4 separate regions of the Mus musculus genome follow, and all the other regions are linked to region 1. Evidence: chromatin contacts called from public promoter capture Hi-C data. All regions are on one chromosome and are shown on one strand. Each heading gives the region's core, a stretch centred on a gene start, on an enhancer-like site or on the middle of the called end of the contact. The rest is flanking DNA. Distances are from core to core; before and after follow the strand shown. Region 1 holds the start of 1700110K17Rik (RIKEN cDNA 1700110K17 gene). Region 2 holds the start of Olfr958 (olfactory receptor 958). Region 3 holds the start of AW551984 (expressed sequence AW551984). Region 4 holds the start of Olfr970 (olfactory receptor 970).

Region 1 (5,140 bases), core at 1,461-3,960:
CAGGCCTGCAAGGGCAGAGAGCAAGCAGCTCTCCGGAGCTGGAGGGGGCAGGAAAGCATGTCCTGGCTCCCCCTAGTGGCCACAGGCCATCACTACTGAGTGCAGCTTGACTGTGGCCCAAATGCACTGGTTTCTGGGAGTGACGGTCAGCCCTGAGGTCTGTAGCTCCCTACTCTAAGCGGGGAGAAAGAATCAGCCTCTACCCCTGAAACTGTGATGAGGAAGGTGAAGCCTTAATGATTTCCTGTCCCTAACAAACAAAAAAATGGAGGTCAGCAAGGGGGGGGGGGGAGACACCGTGAAGCCTCTTTGCAGGAGGTGGTTATGGGTGGCCCAGCTATAGTTGTAGTGAGAACAGTTCTAGCTCACAGAGCTTCCACGCAGCTCTACCTGGCCACCTTGAAAGGATGCGCCTAGGGGAAGCAGGTTTAGACGCTTTGGCCGTACCCCTGCAGCACCTGCGTGCAGTCCAGTCACGGGGCCCTGCATTGAACCCTTTTCCCATGGTGACTCTGGTGTAGATCCTCTGCGGTCTACGTGTCTTACACTCGCATGTTCCAGGGTGACTACGGTGGATCCCCAGTGCAGTTGTGCAATGTGGTCCTTCCTTGTCAGGCTGTCAGTAAGCACGGTGCTGCTCCTGGAATGAGCTAGGCTTGGAGGAAAGAGCTGCACACTTCACCTGAGGACGGGAAAGACTAAAGACTCAGCAGCTGTGGTGAGGAGGAGTAACCTGGTACCCACATCCAAGCTGGGTTCTCCTTCTCCCAGATGAGCCTGGAGCCTTCTGGTACACACTTCAACTAAGGCAGAGGGGCGGGCACTGGCGTAGCGACAAAAGGTCTTGTACAACTCCTGTCCCCAGCTATCAGGCATGCCGGAACCTGCCCAGCCTCCTACACCCACAGAGGACTCCCACTGGCTTCCTCACTCCAGGCTGCCGCCCCCCACCCCCCACTGGCAATAGGCACATAAAATACTGAGAGTCACAGGTCTGCCTCTGAAGGGCACAGTGGGAAGGCTTGGCTGTGGAGCTTCTTGTTCTTGCATCCATTGGAAGTGGATAGTGGTGTGCCACCGTCCTCCCTGAGGACACTCACAGACCCTGTTGTAAGTTGTCTCTCTGACTGAAGTTGGCACTTCTTCCCAACAATCGACTTCCTGGGCCCTACTGCCTTGCGACCAACTGCTCACCACTGAGCTCACCACTGGAGATCCGAGGGCCCTGGGTAGAGGCTGGCACGTCTCCCTCCCTAGAGCCTGGTGGGTACTGTCAGTCATCACCCTCCAAGGTTCTGGTACTGTACCTTCTTTAATCAAAACCCAGGTCTCTAAGCACACTGTGAATGAGTACCAGAGCGGTACAAGCAAGTCGCAGCGGGTGCCCTGCCAGGTAGCTCTCAGGGGTGGAGGAAAAGATGAACTAGGCAGATCTCATCAAGGTCTTTCCTCACTTCTGCCAGGGAGGCCACCGTTACCCATCCAAGGGTCACATGAAACAACAGAGTGACTGAGTGGAGGCTCCACGCCCACAGGGACGGAACTACCTCCTGCAGGACTCTGCGTTTTACAAAGTGCCACGCAAGGAGGGAGACACATTCCCACTAGTGGTAGTGTTTGAGAAGCAGGCAGACTCGGGAAGGGGATGGGGTGCAGGTGGAGTGGGGTGGGAGGTGGAGTCTTTTCTCTGTTGTCAGGTGCAGTGGGCGTGGTCCCTCAGTGACTTCCAAGCCAGCCTGCCAAGGGGTGGGGGTGGGGAACAGTGGGTTCAGCCCTTCTGGGAAAGGGACCAAGCAGGACATATGGGCAGAATTGGCAGGGGTAGAAGGAGGGATGCTGAGCACTACAGACAATTCAATACTAGAGGGGAGATTAAAAGACAGAGACAAAAGATGGCTTACTTTTGAGAGGCGCTTGTGAGACTAAGACCATGCATGCAAAGGTGTTTGGAAAACAGTGGGGAGAAGAGGAAGAACAAGAAATCAAAAGACAAGTTCAAGTGGGGTTTCTCCCAAGCCTCCCGAGGGGTCCCCTTTCTCAAGCCCTGCGACTCCCGTTGGTTTAGGAGCACCTGAGTAGAGGCACCTCTTGATTGCCAGAGGCCTGGGGATCGAAGGAGAACTCTGGGGAACCTTAACCATGTGAGGGAGGCCTCTATGCTAATCCTTGGATCAGGAGCCCAAGACAAGCTTGAGAGGGAAGGAAAAGTCCTGTGACTATCCTCTCTGCAAGATGAGTAGGGCATGGGCTGGGACAAAGGTAAGGCGGGGTGATGGCCAAGGAGGAGGTTAAAAATAGCCCTCCGGAAGCTTCCCTGAACTCGCTCTTCCTGGCAATACACTTGTCCCAAATAACGTTCCTTTGCCAGTTCAAAGGGCCAAATTTAACGAAGGATTATAAAGGCGACACCTCCTGCTCACCAGAGCTTCCTCCATATCTCAAGGGTCTTGAAGTTCCTTAGATGCTTACCGAGAGATGGGGAGCGGGGTGGAGAAGGGGCGCATGACTCGGGACCCTCCCTGAATGATTAACCAGGAATCAATTCATCAAGAGTCTCCCCTGCTGACGCTGACCTGTCCTGACTTCATCACATAGACACGGGGCTGTTCGGTCACATGAGTACCCAGTAGCTTCCTGCGACCAGCTAACAAAGGCTGCCAAGTCCCCAGCATCGTCTGCTCACCTTGGAATTTTTACCACCGCTCCGACCAGACTGTGAGGAGCAACTGCGTTGCACACCCTGCTCCGGGGTGGACGGGGACTTGTCCGAGGAGTGATCTGAGCCCTTCTCCACCATGGTGTCTCCGTCCTGGTTCTGTGGTGTTGGTGAGCGGGACCGCTTCCGGAGGATGGGAGAGCAGGCTGGCGTGCTGCGGTTGGAGTTACTGGCAGTGCTGCAGGGGCAGATGGAGACGGGGAATGAGATGGAGAGGGAAGAGGAAGGAAGGAAGGAAGGCTGTGAGTGACGGTCGGCCACAGACCCATGCAAAGGAGCCAGCTCAGGGAGCCCAGGCAACAGGCTGAGGAGACAACCCAGCTAGGGACTTGCTGCACTGTAATGCTGCTACTGACCAGCAGGGGGCAGTAGTGCCGGTGTGAAAAGGGAACTGGGACTAGAAACAAGCAGTCAAGTATTTAAATATTCACCCATCCAATCCTGTTTGAGCTTTAACTACATGTAGAAAGCTATTAGGGAAGATGATTTAGACCCTGAAAGAATCTCTCAATGCCACCAGTTCATTTTATACATGCTTTGTTTCAACACTTGCCCATAGTGACAACAACTCCGCTTTTCAAAGCATTCACATATATATTATTTCATAGGCATGTCTTTTACAAATTACGACGTTATTTTATCTTGCATGTATGTGTGCAGGCATGCATGTACCATGGGCATGCCTGTGGATGTCAGAGGGCAACTTGCCAGAGTCTGTTTCCTCCTTCCACAGTGTGAGTCCTGCAGAATGAACTCAGGCCACACTGGCTTGGCCATCTCGCTGGCACAGGTACCATGTGCCAGGACATTCAGTTGAGTTAATAACGGCCACTATCCTTCCATTTCATTTAAAAGATGAAGCTAAATGCCAGATAGAGAGGAGAAAGTGACCCAGGGCTAGCCTCAGAGTTTGCTACAGATGTAAGTCACTCATAGCAGCCTGGTAAGTTATGTTGCTGGTCTACGGGGGGGGGGGGGGGTTGTTCTCATACCTCCTACCCAAAATTCACCTCTAAAAAGTTCCTTGTACTTCCCATGGCACTAAATCCAGTTATACCGAGGCATTCAATCTGTTAATACAGTAAAGACCGAAACTTAGCTTGTGTTTTCAATAGAATAGAAGAGGTGAAGAGAAAAGGGTGGAGAGGAAAGAATGAACTCAGTTTGTTCTGTTTTCAGAGAACAGAGAAATCAAAGAGCTGGGCAGGGAGGGAAGAATCCTCAGAAAGAGACAGTGGAAATGGGAAGGGACATCCTGGGAGATTACATGGCCCCAGACCAAGGTGACAGGAGGGGCAGGATCCTGCCCACCTGCTCAGGAGCCAGACTAACTCAGGAAGCCTTTGTGCCATACCACATTCTGGCCTTGCCTCGGGACAGTGACATTTACATGAAGATCTAGCTGTAACCTCAGATGCTCCATGGAGACATTTGTAAAGAGTACCATGCCCTACCGCCTGGATAAACTCAATACAGAGAGAGCATCCAGCAGCCCATCCAGTATCATTGGGGAGGGGGAAGAGGTAGAGTGTGAATCTGTATGGAGTGGGGCCGGGAGCTCTGCACATGACCTCCACTATGTGTACATGCACAGATGCACATACCACGCCGCACACGTGGGGATTAGAGGACAGCTTTAGGGAGGTAGTTCTCTCCTTCCACCATGTGGGTCCCAGGGATCGAACTCTGGTCGATCCCTGGGACCCACATGGTGGAAGCTTGGGAGCAAGCACCTCTGCCCATTGAGCCATCTCTCTCTGCTCCACTGGATCTTCTCAGGCTGCCCAAACTGGAATTTAGTTCTCCAATGTGTTCTTCACCTCTGTGCCCACTCTTGCATCTGTCACTGAGTGAGTCCCCTCTGCCACCAGCCCTGCTCACAGAGACCTCTGCCTATTCCTTGCCCTTCTCCAAAGGCACCGTCATTGCTCAGAAGTGGTATCTGCCATTTCAGCCTACTCCATCCTACTCATTCTGTTTCCATAAGGCTCATTATTCCACCCTTCCCTTCCTGTCGTAGGGTCCTCCCTCAGGTTCTCAAGGTGTCTTGCCTGGACTTGTCCAATAGCCTTAGCTATGATTTCAGTGGGAAAAAAACCCGCCCAGAATAATGGGTCACCAACCCCCCCATGCTTGGCCTCCACTCCAATCCTCTTCTATACTAGAAGAAATCCCTGTAACCATAGTTCTGCACCTTGGCAGAGTCATTAATAGCCTTGCTACACTGCTAAACCTATTAAAAGATCAGCCATTGTCCTGTAGATTTGGACACGCTGCTAAGCAAATAAAACCAGTTCCTATGCATTTTATGTAGTGACTTAACCTTTCTAACTCCATGGCTTGCCCTTAACTTGATCCTACAAGCAGTATTAAAAAGAATTGCTGTTATATTTGGTGATGGGGCACTGTAGAGAGGATCAATAT
Region 2 (5,140 bases), core at 745-3,244, 780 kb before region 1:
AGCTCCTTTTATAGTGGGCTTGGCTATTTTCCTGTTGCCAGGTAACTGTGAGGAGGAGCATACGTGGCTACTGCCAGGTAACTGTGGGGGTGAAGTCCAGACAGCCTACATGACTGATTGCCACAGAATTATGGAGCTGGGGCCAGGAACCCAGTGTTTGGGAGCATAGCAAACAGGTCTTCTGTCCCTTGCAGATTAATCTGATGTTCTCTGGGGTTTAAACCTAGCTCAACCAGAAAACAGGCTGCCTTTCACAGTCCCACATATGCCAAAACACATTTTTGTTAACAAAGCAAATCCTAGTTCTTTGTGTAGGTAGAGTTGCAGAAAGTGAAGATCTATAGGCAACTGAGGAAAGCTAGAAGCAGGAGAGAGGTTCTTGCCCCAAGGAATGGCATACCAATTGGTTTTCCAGTGCCAAATGATCAGTAGTACACAAGTAATGTTATATAGATGAAGTTATAATTAGGAATAAATGTGTGTGTACAGATATATGTGTGCATGCAATAACAATTAGAGTAACAAGAGGCCATGAATCTGAAGGAAAGTGGGAAAGGATATGTGGGAAGGTTTGGAGTGAAGAAAAGCAAGGGAGAAATGTAGTTATATTATGATTTAAAAATTTAAAGAGAAAAAAATTAATTTTAAAAATCATAACTACATTTGTCAACTGTTGTTATCATATTTAAAACTATTACCCAAGAAAAACATATATATATATACATATATGTATATATGAAAGTGCCAATACTCTTTAGAGGTATGCCAATATTCTTGCTCAATTACTATATTTTTTTCTTTTTGTCTTTCTGCTTAAGATTGTCTCACATATAGTGGATGAAGCTTTTGTGAGAGAGACCTTCTTTTCTGAGTAGATATTACTTCCAAAAAAGGCAAAAACAACAACTAAGGCTAAACTAATAAAAGACCAACACTAGTGAAGCTCACTCTCTATGCTAAGGATATATCAGCAAAATTGATAATGGCAAGATCAATGCTATATCACACAAGTGATTTTGATGATATGATGATGATGATGATGATGATGGATTCTTCCTAACCCTCAGAAACTGACCCCTTCCCATGCAGTATCTTTTTCAGGGCTATCTTTACTTCCTTATTCCTCAAAGTATAGATCAAAGGGTTCAGCATTGGACCTACCAAGTTCATCAGAATTTGCACGACAGTTCCCAGCATGGGGTTTGGTGTAGGCTGTAGGTATATAGTGATTATAGGTCCATAGGCACAGAGGATAGCAATGAGGTGGGCACTGCAGGTGGAGAAGGCACGCTGACGCCCCTCAGTTGACTGAATACTCAAGATGGAGATTGTGATTCGTGTATAGGACAGAAGGATCAGGAGAAAGCAGACAAGGGACACTAGACCAACATTAGTGAAGCTCACTCTCTGTGCTAAGGAGGTATCAGCAGACGCCAATGGCAAGATGGCTGGTATGTCACAGAAGAAGTGGTCTACTTCATTGGGACCACAGTAAGGCAAAGTGAAGGTGAGGGAAGTTAAGACGCTGGAGTGGAAACATCCTAATAGCCATGTGCCCACAGCTAGAGCCACACAGATCTTAGAGTTCATGATGACCGAGTACCGAAGAGGGTGACAAATGGCAGCAAAGCGGTCATAGGCCATCACTGTATACAGAAAGCACTCAATGCTCCCAAGAAAATGAAAGAAGAAGAGCTGGGAGACACAGTCTTGGTAGGAGATAAGTCTGCTAAGTCCCATAAGGTAAAAGAGCATTTTTGGACAGGTCACAGAAGAGAAACCCATATCAAATACGGACAAGTTCCCCAGGAAAAAATACATGGGTGTATGAAGGCGAGTTGAGGAAATAACAGCCACAAGGATAGATACATTTCCCACTAGGGTACAGGCATAGAAGGGCAGGAATAACACAAAAAGCAGAGTCTCAAAGCCCTCTGTGTGTGGGATCCCCAGGAGGATGAACTCAGTCACCACTGAGCAGTTTTTTATCTCCATGAAAGGCAGCTCCAGGAGAGGAAGAAGAAGCATCGGTGGTGGAGAAAGTCTTGGCTAAAGAATGCACATGATCAGAAAATGAAATGCAACTGGCAGTGTGTTTGGCTCTATGCCACAGAAAGATTGCTCATAATCCAATTTAGAAAATGTTATTACAAAAATTCTTGCCATAGCCAACTGAATGTTTTGTCCACGAAATAGTTTTGCTGTATTGATTCCAAGTGCAGACGTTTCTTGTTAAGTTAACGCTGAGTAAAGATCATGTTTGAGAAAGTAAGGACAATATCCACATAAATATATGCTGCTCCTTCGCCATGGCAGAGAAATATCAAGCCTCAAAATAATTTAAAATTTTTCACATCACTGGAGTCAGGAACTACAATTTCAACACCATTTTATTTGCAACCCACTATTAATAGTAGCCTTACATTTTACCCCTTTGTTCATGAAGTAAGATTAACTGATCACTAGTTAACTGCTTAAAACATGTTTATTTAATCTCAGTTCACTTAATTCTCACAGAATGTCTATGCTTTAGGTCTGGAATAAAGTAAATACTAATGCATTGGCTAGGATAAGCAACTCAGCTAAATCCAGGTTAATGGGAGAAATTAGGATCTAAAATTTTTTTTGTAGATATCAGTCTTTTCACTTTGTTATCTGTGATGTCATTTTCATATTGCTGCACCTATTGAACCAGGCACAAACATTAGTTGTGTTCTTGCCCTCTTAGCAAGCAATGGAAGATTAATGTGTCTTTCTGACTGTGCACATCAGCACACACGCATATACAAATATTTGTGAAGTCTAGGAGTACACTGTGTCATGTATAACTATACCCATAGTGGAAAGTATAATACTTGGCATTATGAAATGCTGAGAAATTAAAGCTCTCAAGATAAAATTGTTCAGTGCCTAGAAAGAACTGGATAAATTGATTTCCTTTTCACATACTTATGTGAAAGATCAGATAGCTATGTTCCCAAGTAACCTTGTAAAGTAGTTGATACTATGCTTTTGCTACAATCCACTAAATATTTTGGCTCTGGTAACTGGAGAACACTTGCTATTGTTCTACAGAAGAAAGGAAGAGAGAAAGAAAGGAAAGAAAGAAAGAAAGAAAGAAAGAAAGAAAGAAAGAAAGAAAGAAAGGAAGAAAGGAAGGAAGAAAGGATGGAAGAAAGAAAGAGGGAAGGAGGGAGGAAGAGAAAGAAGGAAGAAAAGAAAGAAGGAAAATAAGTAGGTTACAAATGAGAGCTACACATGTATTTATCATATCCATTCCAAATGCCTGTCATCCATTTAATAGAAATGCAAATAAACCTATCTAAATACAGGCTTATTGAGAATTTCTATTTTATTAGGCATTTTGAATCAAGTACAAATTCTTTGTAAAAGGAAATATTAAGAAAGGTATCTGTGAGCTGATTCTCAAGCAAGATCAAAAAAAAAAAAAAAAAGAAAGAAATTGCTATATTTTATTTTTTTATCAATGGATGATTTTATAAATCCTGGATTCTGAGATCATTTGTAAACAAGCATTTCAGATTCTCTTCTATGGATAACATGCACTATGAGCAGATGTGAACATGACACTTAACATGACTTACAAGAAGGAAGTGTGCTCTTTAAGCTTCTGTCCATTGGTCTTAACATGGCTGTTGATTCATATTGAAATTGGAGATTTCTGGAGAAACCACTGAGGGATCTTCTCTCATGCTCACTAAAGTTCTTCTTAGCCAAGAAACAGGGACAATTACAAAAAAAAACTGAATGTGCCTCTGTATTCCACAAAACTGCCTTCCAGGCAACCTCATTATTTTCTCATATATGGAAATTTAAATGATTTTGGAGCCCTTCAGAGTCAGTGAATGTATGCTATTCCAACAGGTTTCTGAACAGAAAGGATAATCAGATACTAGTAACAATTCCAACTAAGGTTGTTCGGATAATGCCTTATCTAGTGGCATTACTTTGAAATTATTTTAAATAATAAAATGAAAGTTAAAAATGTAGAGCCATATACAGACATGCTATTTCCATGACTGACCTAGGGAAAGAGAAAAATATAATGACTATAATTCAGTCTGGGATCCACATAGATATCATCCCTCAGCATAAATACATAATATTAAGTAGTCAAGTGTCAGCAGTATACCTTGGTCTTTTTTTTTTTTTAATGCCCAATTTCAAATAAAATTTTCATACTTCTTACTCTGGACTCAGTTGGGTCTTCCGAAACTATAAGCAGAAAATACCCAAAACTATTAGATTATATTGTTGAGAGGGAACTTGATTAAGGTTAAGTAAGGTTATAAGGGTGATTGATCCAAAAGAAGCAATATTCTCATATACAAGGAAGGATCACCAGATTGCTTTCTCTCCTGTTTCTCACCCCCCGTGTTTCTCCACATGAGAACACAGTGATAACATGATTGTGCTATCTCCCAAAAACAATCCTGATGCAAGACTTCACTTCATTTTGGATGGTTGTCTATGCTAAGTGTTTGTGGCAGGCCTTCATGATAATTGCAATTGACTAAAATACTTCTGATTTTCTATTAGTTTGATTTGGAAATATAGGTCCAATTATTGACTTCCTAATAAACATGATTTTCAACTGAAAAACTGACTTCCAAAAGCATAAATATATCTACACATGACTTTTCCAGAATTAAATATGTATACATATTAGTCAAAATATATTAAAATCAGCAATAAATAAGAAAAATTGCTGTAAACCTAACCCTCTTTTGTATGAATTTTATATATTTATAATCTGATTTTTCTTTTCCAAAAAAACACAAACTTCATATTCTCAAACAACTGAAAATAAATAAAACATAAGATATTGAAATAGAGAAAACCAAAGATTGACTGCCAATATTTAGCTATTTGAAAAAAACTGAAAAATACTGCTTTCTGAAAATGATTTCTGAAAAATGGAAACTTACCCAAATAATGTGCAGGAAAATAAACAGAATTATATGTGGAGTCGTTAAATATGAAGCACTCAATAAAAATAAGTTATTAAAAAGGCAACAAATATTTATAAAAACTAATAAACATAAAGTATGAATATTCACATGAAATACTTTCTATTCCAACTGTGCAATTAGTTAATTAAAATCTTAGTGGGTGAAAG
Region 3 (5,140 bases), core at 1,968-4,467, 730 kb before region 1:
AAGAAGGGGAGGGGATAAACTCATCCCTCAGACCTGGTACTTGTCCTGAAGTTCTGCCACAATTTTCTTCCCATCCACAAAGGCCTCAAAGCTGTAGACAGCAGAATCTTCATCCATGGGGAACACAAAGAAGGCCTCCAGGGGTGATTTCTCTTCATTCTCATAGTTTAGGGTTGCAGACACACCAGCCACAAAATCATTGATGGACAGAGTCACAGCAATGCTCTTCAGTGCCACTAGGGAAAGATCAGGGTTCTGTAGTTCAACAAGATGTGCTAGAGTCACACCCACAGAACTCCCTAGTTTCTAAAGAATCCAGCACTAAGAGTCTTGGCTCTTGCTTACCTGGATCTCTTATGCTAGTGAGTAAGCCGCCAGAACGCACCATGTTGAAGCTGCGGTTCTGTGGAAAGATGCATCATTTCCTATAGTACATCGTTAGAGTCAAGCACTCAAATACCACCACCTGACATCTCTCTGGCAGAATGCATGCAGAGTGACTGTTTTAGAGCTAGAAAGAAGGATGTGGTGTGAGGAGAGGGAGATGTCAAAGATAAGGTTTTTATTAAATGGCAAACTAGGTGGGAAGATATGAGTCCTGAGGTGTCCACTAACAGGAAATGTCTGAGGCTGCTTTATACAATAATTCTACTTTCCCTAAAGTATGACTAATACAGTGCATCTCATACCTACTGAATAGGTGTCATAAGTTTAGCCCCACTAAGCATTAGTATGTCCTGTCTAAAATGAGAACCATAATACCAGCATGAAAATGTGTCAATCATATGGACGAGCTTTCTAGACCTGGGGCAGATCCTTAGAAGGCTTTCATCAATGACGTCAGCAGTGTTCCTGTTGTCATGGTCACTACTTTTCAATAAACATCTCCTGCTTATTATCTCATTCACACCACTCAGAGACCTATGTGAGCAGCTATGCAATTCAAGGGTTGTCTGCCTTCTGCCTTCTGGCTCCTTGTAAGTGAGTTGTCCTAGAGGGCAGAATGCAAATACATCACCAAGGTCACCTCCCAGCTTTTCTAATTTACACATGTATAAGATAAATGCGACATAAGCTCAATTTAAAAGTAAGATATCCCATTTCGTTTCTATAATAGTATAATATTTTTTAAAGCTAGAACATGTTATGGTTTTTTAAAAAAAATGGAAGGAGTTCATGCTTTATGATGGCCATGACTGTCCTATCACGGAGTCCGTATGTTGTTTGAGTCTCCCTGTTTGGTAGCTATGCAGGTTCTAAGGACCCTGAAGTCCATCAGGAATGATGAACCCTTCCCTTTCAGATGGCTTTGGTAACATTCGGAAGAGAAACATGAGCCTGGCCCCACTTCAGGATTGAAAATACCATGTGAAAATGGGGAGGTATGAGGGCTTTGCAGGGTGTGGTGGGGGAGCAATTAAAGGAGAGGTACTTCTTCCAGGTGAAAAGAATAAAATCTGAGTTGTACCTAAGGCCCTGGTTAGAGCCATACATTATATATTGTTATCCTTATCTTACGAGTTAATACAGTTGGGCTTGTCAGTCACCAGGTCAGGAGCCTCTCCAAAAGGTAGCCAGCTAAAGAGAAAGGACTGTCTTCTTAACGAGATAATTTACCCTGGTAACTGTTAGCCTTCCCACAATGTGGAGTTCACAGAGCTTCTGTCACACAGGACTCTATTGCCTACTGGCTTATGGTAGTAGGGCAAGCTTTCTAGATGTTTCTCTATAGACCCAAACTCTCCTTTGACAGCCACATAAATGCCTATATTAAGGGCATGGATAGCCTCTCTTCTCCTTCTAGCAGATGCCAAGTGGTTTGTCTTTCTTTCCTCCAACTCTAATATAACCATCCTGGAACTTCCTTCTAAGTCAGCTTCTTTCTTAATGTTTTTATTAAAGAGACTAAAAACCCACGCAAGTGAACACCGTTTTTGCACTAACACCTATGATGGGTGTAAATTTTTCCACGAGAGCATTCTGTATCTGATCATCATCACCTAGCTTCTCTTCCCCCGTTGTGAAAAAAAAAAAAAAAGAAAAAAGAAAAAAGAAAAGAGAAAAAAATGACCTGAGCTGCAGTGGCAGGCACCAACAAAGGTACTTTTCACTGGAGCTGAAGCGGCACTGCCTGGAACACACAGCATGCTCAGGACAACTGTTGCTCTGATGCTGATGAACCGGCTGAAGGGGCAGTTGATTTAAATACCTCCACCTTCCTACAACTATGCAAATAAGGGCTTTTGTCTTTCTTTGTGGCACAGCCCTACCTCAAAGCTTCCAAAGCAGTGGACAGTGCTACTCCTGGGCCAACCATCCTCATTTTAATAGCAATTACAAATCTGAGTTGTGACGTATCTTAGTGATACAGCATTTGCTTAGTATAGGCAGCGCGTGCGCGCGCGCGGGCACACACACACACACACACACACACGCAGAGAGAGAGAGAGGGGGGGGGAGAGGGAGAGAGAGAGCGAGCGCGCAATCTGCATGTTGATCACACTCACACACACCCACTCCCACAAATCAGCAGCTATGATTCTGGCTCAACTTGTTATTCTTCAACAGCTGCGGAATAAATCCTGGCTGTTAAAATGTTTTACCGCTTGACAGCAAAGCAAGAATTGCAACAGATGATAATTTATGAAAACACAGAGTATCTAGGAAAAAATACGGGGGGCGGGGGGCGTCCTTTAAATAAGACAAAATGTATAGGAAAGGCATGAGGCCAGGGAAAAGAATGCCTAATATCAATAGGAAGCTTAGAGCAGGAGACTCACCCAAGGGCTGAAAGATGTACTGTGTCTGGCAGCAGAGATCTCAGGCTGGCAGTGGCCACTGCAGGAGGTTGAGAGGAGAGAGGCAGACCACAGTCACCTGTAGTGAAAAACAAAACAAATATCCTTTATTTCCTGAATCTAACCTCATAGTAAATTTCGCTCGCGGAGGGATTTTCCTGACCACTCCACCCTTTCTCATATAAACAGTCAATTGTGGCAAGGCTCCATTCTGTCTCTCGGGGGGAAAAAAAAATGAGAAAAGTGTCTATCTAAGGTAGAGAGTTTCCTCAGGTGGGACCAAGATCCAAGAACCTGTTGTTGCTGGTGGTGGACGTGGAAGACCGAGGGCTTCTCAGTGAGTCACCCGGGATCAGCTCCGGTGTGGACCCTCAGGGCAGAACAACTGCAGTGAAGGGGGCGGGAGTGTGAAGAAACAGCTGGCCACTCCCCTGCTGTTGGCTGCTGGGAACTAGAAGCTAACCATGGAGGAGACTTGGAAAGGGGAGCTTACATAGTTTTTTTTGGGGGGGGGGGTAATTTCAATTTTCAATTGTCTGCTCTTGATTTTTAGCACCTCAAGACTTCCTGATATTTATTTATTTTAAGAACTTAAGAGCTCCAATCAGTTTTCAGTTTTCGTTCTAACTGCACTCCCATGGCACAATTTTACATAAAGCTGATAACTTAATTGACTGAAAGGAAAGGAACTTCAGAGTTTGAAGAAGTAGGCGCCAAAGATTTAAGGAAGTAGAGAAAGAGACGGTTTAAGACAGATGAGAACAAGAGGGACTTGCTTGAGGTTATTAGATGATTAAAGGATTCTTGCATCCCGATAAACTTCCAATGGCGCAGAAATCACTCACAAGTACCCACTCCCCACACTTGGCTCTTGCAGTTTAAGCAAGCCCCTAAAGGGGGATGGGCCTCCTGAATAAGTGGAGCCGGGGAAGGGAAGGCAATGTCCGGGATGGGAGTGGTTGGGTGTTTTCAGAGCTGGGAGAGGGATGTCTGCAGCGCTGGCTCTTACCTTCCCCAGAAATCCCGGTGCTGTGAGTCAAGAAAAATGAAAACAGCTGCGGATTAATTTTCCTGGAAAACACGCCCACCTCTCTGGCTCTGCTGTAACATAGCAACTCTATGACTGAAGCATCTGCAAGGAAGAGAATCCCTGTTAAATTTCCAAGATGCAGAGGATGGATCACAGACCAGGCAAAGTCAAAGGCAGGCAAATCCTTCTTCACGTGAACATTTAAAATTGTAACAACAGAAAGACCCGGTGTGGAAATGCGGTGCTTCTGTAACAAATTTAATTACCAATGGGTTTACATCAGCGCTTCGAAGTTTGAAGTTTGAGTTGAAGTTGAGGTATCCTGGCTTCCATCCCCAGGTTATGTTCCGTTCAGGGCACACACTGTAGAAATCACATCTGGTGCTGCTCACTGTCTGCTGGACTATCTACCAGCAAAAGCCAAAACCTGGCATACTAAACAGATTTCTTCCTCCATTGTGCTGAAATAAAAACCTAGAACTTGTCTTCCACAGAGGAGACATGACACACATCTTGTAAGAAGCAGAATTGGGGAGTATTTATGGCAAATATACACAAATAAATAGAACTTTATAGTTAACCATAAATCCAAACTTTATTTTAAAACAATGTGTAATTTACTTTTTCCATTTTAAAGTTTTTCATGAGTCCAATGATCAAACCTTTAAAGAAAAACGTCACTTTATATGCATACATATTGTACATACATCTGTGTATATATGAAAGGCACTGGTATATGAATTTGTATTTTGTCAATAAGAGGAGATAGGAATATGATTACCCAACAGTACTAGCTAGTTTTATTTCAACTTGACATAAGCTGGGGTCATTTGAGAAGAAGAAATCTTGATTGAGAATATGACCTCATAAAAATTGGCTTATAACAAGCCATTGGGACATTTCTCTTCCTGTCTCTCTTTTTCTTTTTCTTTTGTTTGTTTTCTTTGTCTTGAAAAGAGCACAGTTTTCCCTTATTGTAGTAGACATTTGCACTCATTTACCATTTTTACACTTTCCTTACATATGTTCCTGTTTTCATTTTTATCTTTGTCATTGAAACTGTTTTCCTCACTGTCTTTTTTTTTAAGTTTTGCTTTTTCTTTTCTCACTCTCTCTTTTCCCATCTCTCCTAGTTCAGAAGTCCCAAACTGTGTTCCTCCAGCTGCCAGCTGAGCAATCACCTGACTGTTTCTCTATTAAAGCCTCAGGAGCAGAAAGCGTTGCCCTTCCCCCAAGTAACTCAGAGAGGCCCCTGGATGCTGGAAAGTGACTCTGGTCACTTCTTACCCAGCATCTATCATGTCCTTGGACA
Region 4 (5,140 bases), core at 1,917-4,416, 510 kb before region 1:
GTGTTCTCTTAGGGTCTGTATGACATCTGCCCAGGATCTTCTGGCTTTCATAGTCTCTGTTGAGAAGTCTGGTATAATTCTGATAAGTCTGCCTTTATATGTTACTTGACCTTTTTCCACTACTGCTTATAATAGTCTTTCTTTGATTTTTTTGTATTTGCTGTTTTGACTTTTATGTGATAGGAAGAATTTCTTTTTTGTCCAATCTATTTGGAATTCTCTCCGGTTCTTATATGTTTATGGATATCTCTTTTTTTAGATTAGGGAAGTTTTTTTCTATAATTTTGTTGAAGATATTTACTGGCCCTTTATGTTGGGAATCATCACTCTCTTCTATACCTATTATACTTATGTATAGAAGAGATCCTTTGGTCCTCTCATTGTGTCCTAGATTTCCTGCATGTTTTAGGTTAGAGTCTTTGCATTTTGCATTTTCTTTGACTGTGGTGTTATTGTTTTCTATGTTATCTTCTGCACCTGATATTCTCTCTTTTATCTCTTGTATTCGGTTGGTGATGCTTCCATCTGTGACTCCTGATCTCTTTTCTACGTTTTCCATCTCCAGAGTTGTCTTCTTTTGTGATTGTTTTCTTTCTATTTCCATTTTTAGATCCTGGATGGTTTTGCTCAATTCCTTCACAAGTTTGGTTGTGTTGTCTTGCAATTCTTTAAGGGACTTTTCTGTTTCCTCTTTAAAGGCTTCAAGCTGTTTACTTGTGTTCTCGTGTATTTCTTTAAGGGTGTTATTTATGTCCTTCTTGAAGTCCTCTATTATCATAAGATGTGACTTTAAATCAGAGTCTTGCTATTCTGGTGGGTTTGGGTATCCAGGGCTCACTGTGATGGGAGAACTGGGTTCTGATAATGCTAAGTAGCCTTGGTTTCTGTTGCTTACATTCTTGTTCTTGCCTCTAGCCATCTGGTTATCTCTGGTGTTATCTGTTCTTGCTGTGTCTGACTGTGGCTTGCCCTCCTTAAAGCCAATGTGTCAGAACTCCTAGGAGATCTGTTCTCTCTGGGAAGAATTTGGGTATGGACAGCTGTGGCCCAGGGTCAGCACTGTGGTGCAGAATGATCCTGTCCCTGTCTGTTCTTAGGTTCCTGTGTCCTGATAGTTCTGGGCAGGTCCTTCTTGGGCCAGGATTTAAGCAGAAGTGGTAGTCTTACCTGTGCTCACAGGCATGTCAATACTCCTAGGGATCCAGCTCTCTCCTGACTGTATCTGGTATTGAGAGCTGTAGCACAGGATTAGCTCAGGGCACAAAAGGAACCTGGAAGGACCCTATCCCATGCTGCTCCTCAGTTCCTGTGTCCTGGGGGCTCTGGGTGGGTGCCTCTGAGCAGAGGTGGTGGTCTTACCTATGCTCACAGGTGTGTCCACACTCCTGGGACTCTGTCTCTCTCCCAGTGGTATTTGGGTGTGGAGCATTCTGGCACAGGATCCAGCAGTTACCATTTTATAGTAACCCCTCCAACCAATGTGAAATTTTGTTTCACTTTGGTTTTTATTTAAATGTTTCTAATAATTACTGATGGTACATACATTTTCAGGTGATTGTTGGTGATTTATGTATTTCAAATAGAAGAGTCATTATTCAAATTATCTGGCTATTTTTATCTAAACTATTTGTATTCTTAAACAATAAGATATAAAAGTTCTTTAATTCTATTCTCCCTTAGATACAATACTGAGATGTGTTTCCCAATGACTATGTTATTTTTTCATAAATCTAGGATATCCTTTAAGGCAGAAACTATTTTTAATTTTAATTATGCCCGAATAATTTTTTTTTGGTTATAGTCTCTGATTATGCAAATTTATCCAGGAAACTATCACAAATTTCATGGGCATGAAGATCTACTGTTGCATTTTTTCAAATGTTATGTTTAACTATTATGTTTAGTGATATCATCCATTTCTCTTATTATGAAAAGTAAAAATGTACTTTATTATGTAACTTCATCTATTTGTCCATTGGTTGGAAAATAGTCTTCACCATTGAATTTTTATGAAATGCATAACTTCAACAACATAAAGATATAGGGTTTCTTTACGCATTGATAGTTTCCTTATAGTTCATGGCATTCCAATATTATGAGAATATTGGAATGTTTAGTAAGTTTTCAAATGGAAATCTTGAAACTCCAAATGTTATTCATTTCCAGGTTTGTTCTGAACATTCCCAGCCACATTGCTTTTCAGTGAATATTATATGATCAATATATTGGTATTGGTAATGAAAGTATCTTGGATTTTCATTAGCATTACACTGAACTATTACACCAGTTTGGGAAGTATTGCCGTTACACAAGATTGAATCTTGTGATTCATGAAGATAGGAGGTTTTTCCATGTATGTAATGATTTAACAATGTTGATAATTTCAAGTGAAATGTTTTATATTTCTTTAATTTATTGTTAAATGTTTTTAACACTTTTTATGATATTTCAAGTGATTTTTTTAATGTTTTCTAAGTTTTCTTAATGATCTTTGTTCTCAGTCTATGATGGCTTGTTAAATAAATTACCATGCTATTTTCTTAAGGATTTCTTCGAATTTTATGTATAAAAAAATAATCCATATACATGTAAAGGTATTTTCATTATGTACTTTCAAATTCAGATCCCTTTTGATTTGAAGTTTCCACCTGATTACCTTAGGGTTCTGTTATATTGATGAAAGTACAACTTACTTAAGTTGTTCATTGTCTTATGGAGAAAGGTTTTAGGTTGCCACCATTAAGTATAGCAACAGTTGTGGATGTCTGTGGTGGTCTTTTGCCTTTGGTGAATGCTGCTCTTATTGTAACATAGAAAAAATGTATTTCTCTATAGAGTTATGGGGAGAAGGACAAATGAGTCATGGACACTCCTTAGCAGACTCCACTGAATGCATCTGATCAGTCTTTCATTGTCCATGGAATAAGTCCTAATATTCTCATAGCAAAAAATATACTCACAGACAGAAGTAACTTATCTTTAACTATAACTGGCATGTGTTAAGCAGTCCAATGCTTCAAATTCTAAAATTTAAGATTATCTGTCAGAAAATTGAAGATGCTTACCAAAGTGAAAGCTCGAATACTGTTTCACACCTCAGTATATGCTAAAATACTAGATAGTTATTGCATTTTTGTCTCTTTCAACATAGAAACCAGAGAAGAAAATGTTAAAAGGAAATCTTTCTGAAGTGACTGAGTTCATCCTCGCTGGGTTAACAAACAAACCAGAGCTGCAGCTGCCCCTCTTCCTCCTCTTTCTAGCAATCTATGTGGTCACAGTGGTGGGGAATCTGGGTATGATTATCCTGATATTACTCAGTTCTCACCTTCACACACCCATGTATTATTTCCTCAGCAGTCTGTCTTTCATTGACCTCTGCCAGTCCACTGTCATTATTCCCAAAATGTTGGTGAACTTTGTGACAGTGAAGAACATCATCTCCTATCCTGAATGTATGACTCAGCTCTACTTTTTTGTTACTTTTGCTATTGCAGAGTGTCACATGTTAGCTGTAATGGCATATGATCGCTATGTTGCAATCTGTAACCCCTTGCTTTACAATGCTGTAATGTCCTTTCAAGTCTGTTCCTCAATGATATTTGGGGTATATAGTATAGCTTTAATTGGTGCCACAACTCACACAGTCTGCATGTTAAGAGTGAATTTCTGTAAGGCAAATGTGATAAATCATTACTTCTGTGATCTTTTTCCACTCCTGGAACTCCCCTGTTCTGATACTTTTATTAATGAAGTAGTAGTTTTATGTTTCAGTGTTTTTAACATCTTTATTCCCACTCTGACTATTTTAACCTCTTACATCTTCATCATAGCCAGCATCCTCCGGATTAAATCCACTGAAGGCAGGTCCAAAGCCTTCAGCACCTGCAGCTCACACATATCAGCTGTTGCTATCTTCTTCGGTTCCCTTGCATTCATGTACTTGCAGCCATCATCAGTCAGCTCCATGGACCAAGGGAAAGTGTCCTCTGTATTTTATACCATTGTTGTGCCCATGCTGAATCCCTTGATCTACAGCCTGAGAAATAAGGATGTCAAAGTTGCTCTAAATAAGTTCTTTGAAAGAAAGTTTTTCTTATGAAAAAAAGACTGATATTTCTTTACTAATATTCATGTTTAGAGAGCTAGCAAACAGTAGAAAGGGCTAAGTATAGCTAATGATGTGAAATTATTGCCATCACTGTGTGTTTTTTTTTAATGTTGACAAGGGCAGGACAGTTTTAGTCAATGGGACATATGAAGAACAACATCTATATGGGATATAGAGAACCATCTGCTTATTATAGCATGCATCACACTAGTCAGTTTGTGAACTCTCATAAGCCTTCTTTTGAATGATTCTGTTTTATGTATCTAGAACAGTGTTCCTTTTATGTGAAATATATTTATCTTATAGCAGAGAATAAATACATTTTGCCCAAATTTTGATTATCTCAATAGTCTATATAGCCAGCATTTGTAATGAAATATATTTCTAAAGTATTCAGATATTGTGATATCCAAAAATAATAAATTTATTAAAAAGTAAAATATGCAAATTTTTTCTTTCTTTTATTCCCCCTCACTTTACATGCTGATTGCTGTCCATCTCCAGGTCATTCCCTTCATGATCCATCCCCCTAACAATTCCCTACCCTTCTCCTCTAAGTTGGTGGAGGCCACTCCTGGGTATCCTTCTGCCCTGGCACATCAAGTTTCTGTGGTTTTAGGGACATCCTCTCCCCCTGAGGTCAGACAAGGAAGCCCAGCTAGAGGGTCATACCTAATTTTTGTTAATTGTAGATCAATACAATGTATTGCAAGAAATATTAAAAAGTAATCCATACTACTGACAGCATGGCACTGGCAGACAGGCCGGCCTATTTGCAGCCCAGCAGATTCTCTGAATCAGAACTCTGAAATCTCTCCACTCAGCTCACAAAATTTCCATCGTGGGCTGTAGCCATGCATGCCCCATATTTCCAAATTCCCATAGCTAGTTGGAACCCAGTTAAGTCATAGTGTGAAGGAAGGCACCACTCAATCTTAGTTTAGAATCAACAGGAAACACAATCGCTGTGCGCAGAAACTAGCATCCTAATGCTTTAAGCTACTTAACTGTCATTCTCCCCCCTACCCT

Evidence for each region. Promoter capture Hi-C pulls out the DNA fragments that hold promoters and counts their contacts.
Region 2: a promoter capture Hi-C map of liver shows a contact between it and region 1, with 9 times the contacts expected there. The contact joins the promoter of Olfr958 here to the promoter of 1700110K17Rik in region 1. A contact is called at or near these places in 4 of 39 promoter capture datasets (cranial neural crest, hippocampal neurons, liver and 1 more) and 1 of 115 datasets of contacts at active chromatin or transcription factors (embryonic stem cells).
Region 3: a promoter capture Hi-C map of stem cell-derived epiblast-like cells shows a contact between it and region 1, with 4 times the contacts expected there. The contact joins the promoter of AW551984 here to the promoter of 1700110K17Rik in region 1. A contact is called at or near these places in 6 of 39 promoter capture datasets (the 3T3-L1 cell line, the C10 cell line, cranial neural crest and 3 more), 1 of 15 datasets of contacts at CTCF or cohesin (large pre-B cells) and 1 of 9 other capture datasets (embryonic stem cells).
Region 4: a contact with region 1 is called in a promoter capture Hi-C map of the C10 cell line, with 4 times the contacts expected there. The contact joins the promoter of Olfr970 here to the promoter of 1700110K17Rik in region 1. A contact is called at or near these places in 1 of 39 promoter capture datasets (the C10 cell line) and 1 of 115 datasets of contacts at active chromatin or transcription factors (bone marrow-derived macrophages).

The regions. Positions count from the first base shown.
Region 1 is chr9:40,330,762-40,335,901 of GRCm38.p6, forward strand. 1700110K17Rik (RIKEN cDNA 1700110K17 gene) reads left to right here and starts at 2,711. Exons shown (of 3, transcript NR_040728.1): 1 at 2,711-2,826. It overlaps Gramd1b (GRAM domain containing 1B), which reads right to left. Exons shown (of 20, transcript NM_172768.2): 3 at 2,684-2,894.
Region 2 is chr9:39,548,875-39,554,014 of GRCm38.p6, forward strand. Olfr958 (olfactory receptor 958) reads right to left here and starts at 1,995. Exons shown (of 1, transcript NM_146330.1): 1 at 1,057-1,995. The coding sequence starts at 1,995. The coding sequence ends at 1,057.
Region 3 is chr9:39,600,435-39,605,574 of GRCm38.p6, forward strand. AW551984 (expressed sequence AW551984) reads right to left here and starts at 3,218. Exons shown (of 20, transcript NM_001199556.1): 1 at 3,093-3,218; 2 at 2,781-2,877; 3 at 346-403; 4 at 34-236. The coding sequence starts at 388.
Region 4 is chr9:39,816,475-39,821,614 of GRCm38.p6, forward strand. It overlaps Olfr970 (olfactory receptor 970), which reads left to right and starts at 3,167. Exons shown (of 1, transcript NM_146611.1): 1 at 3,167-4,102. The coding sequence starts at 3,167. The coding sequence ends at 4,102.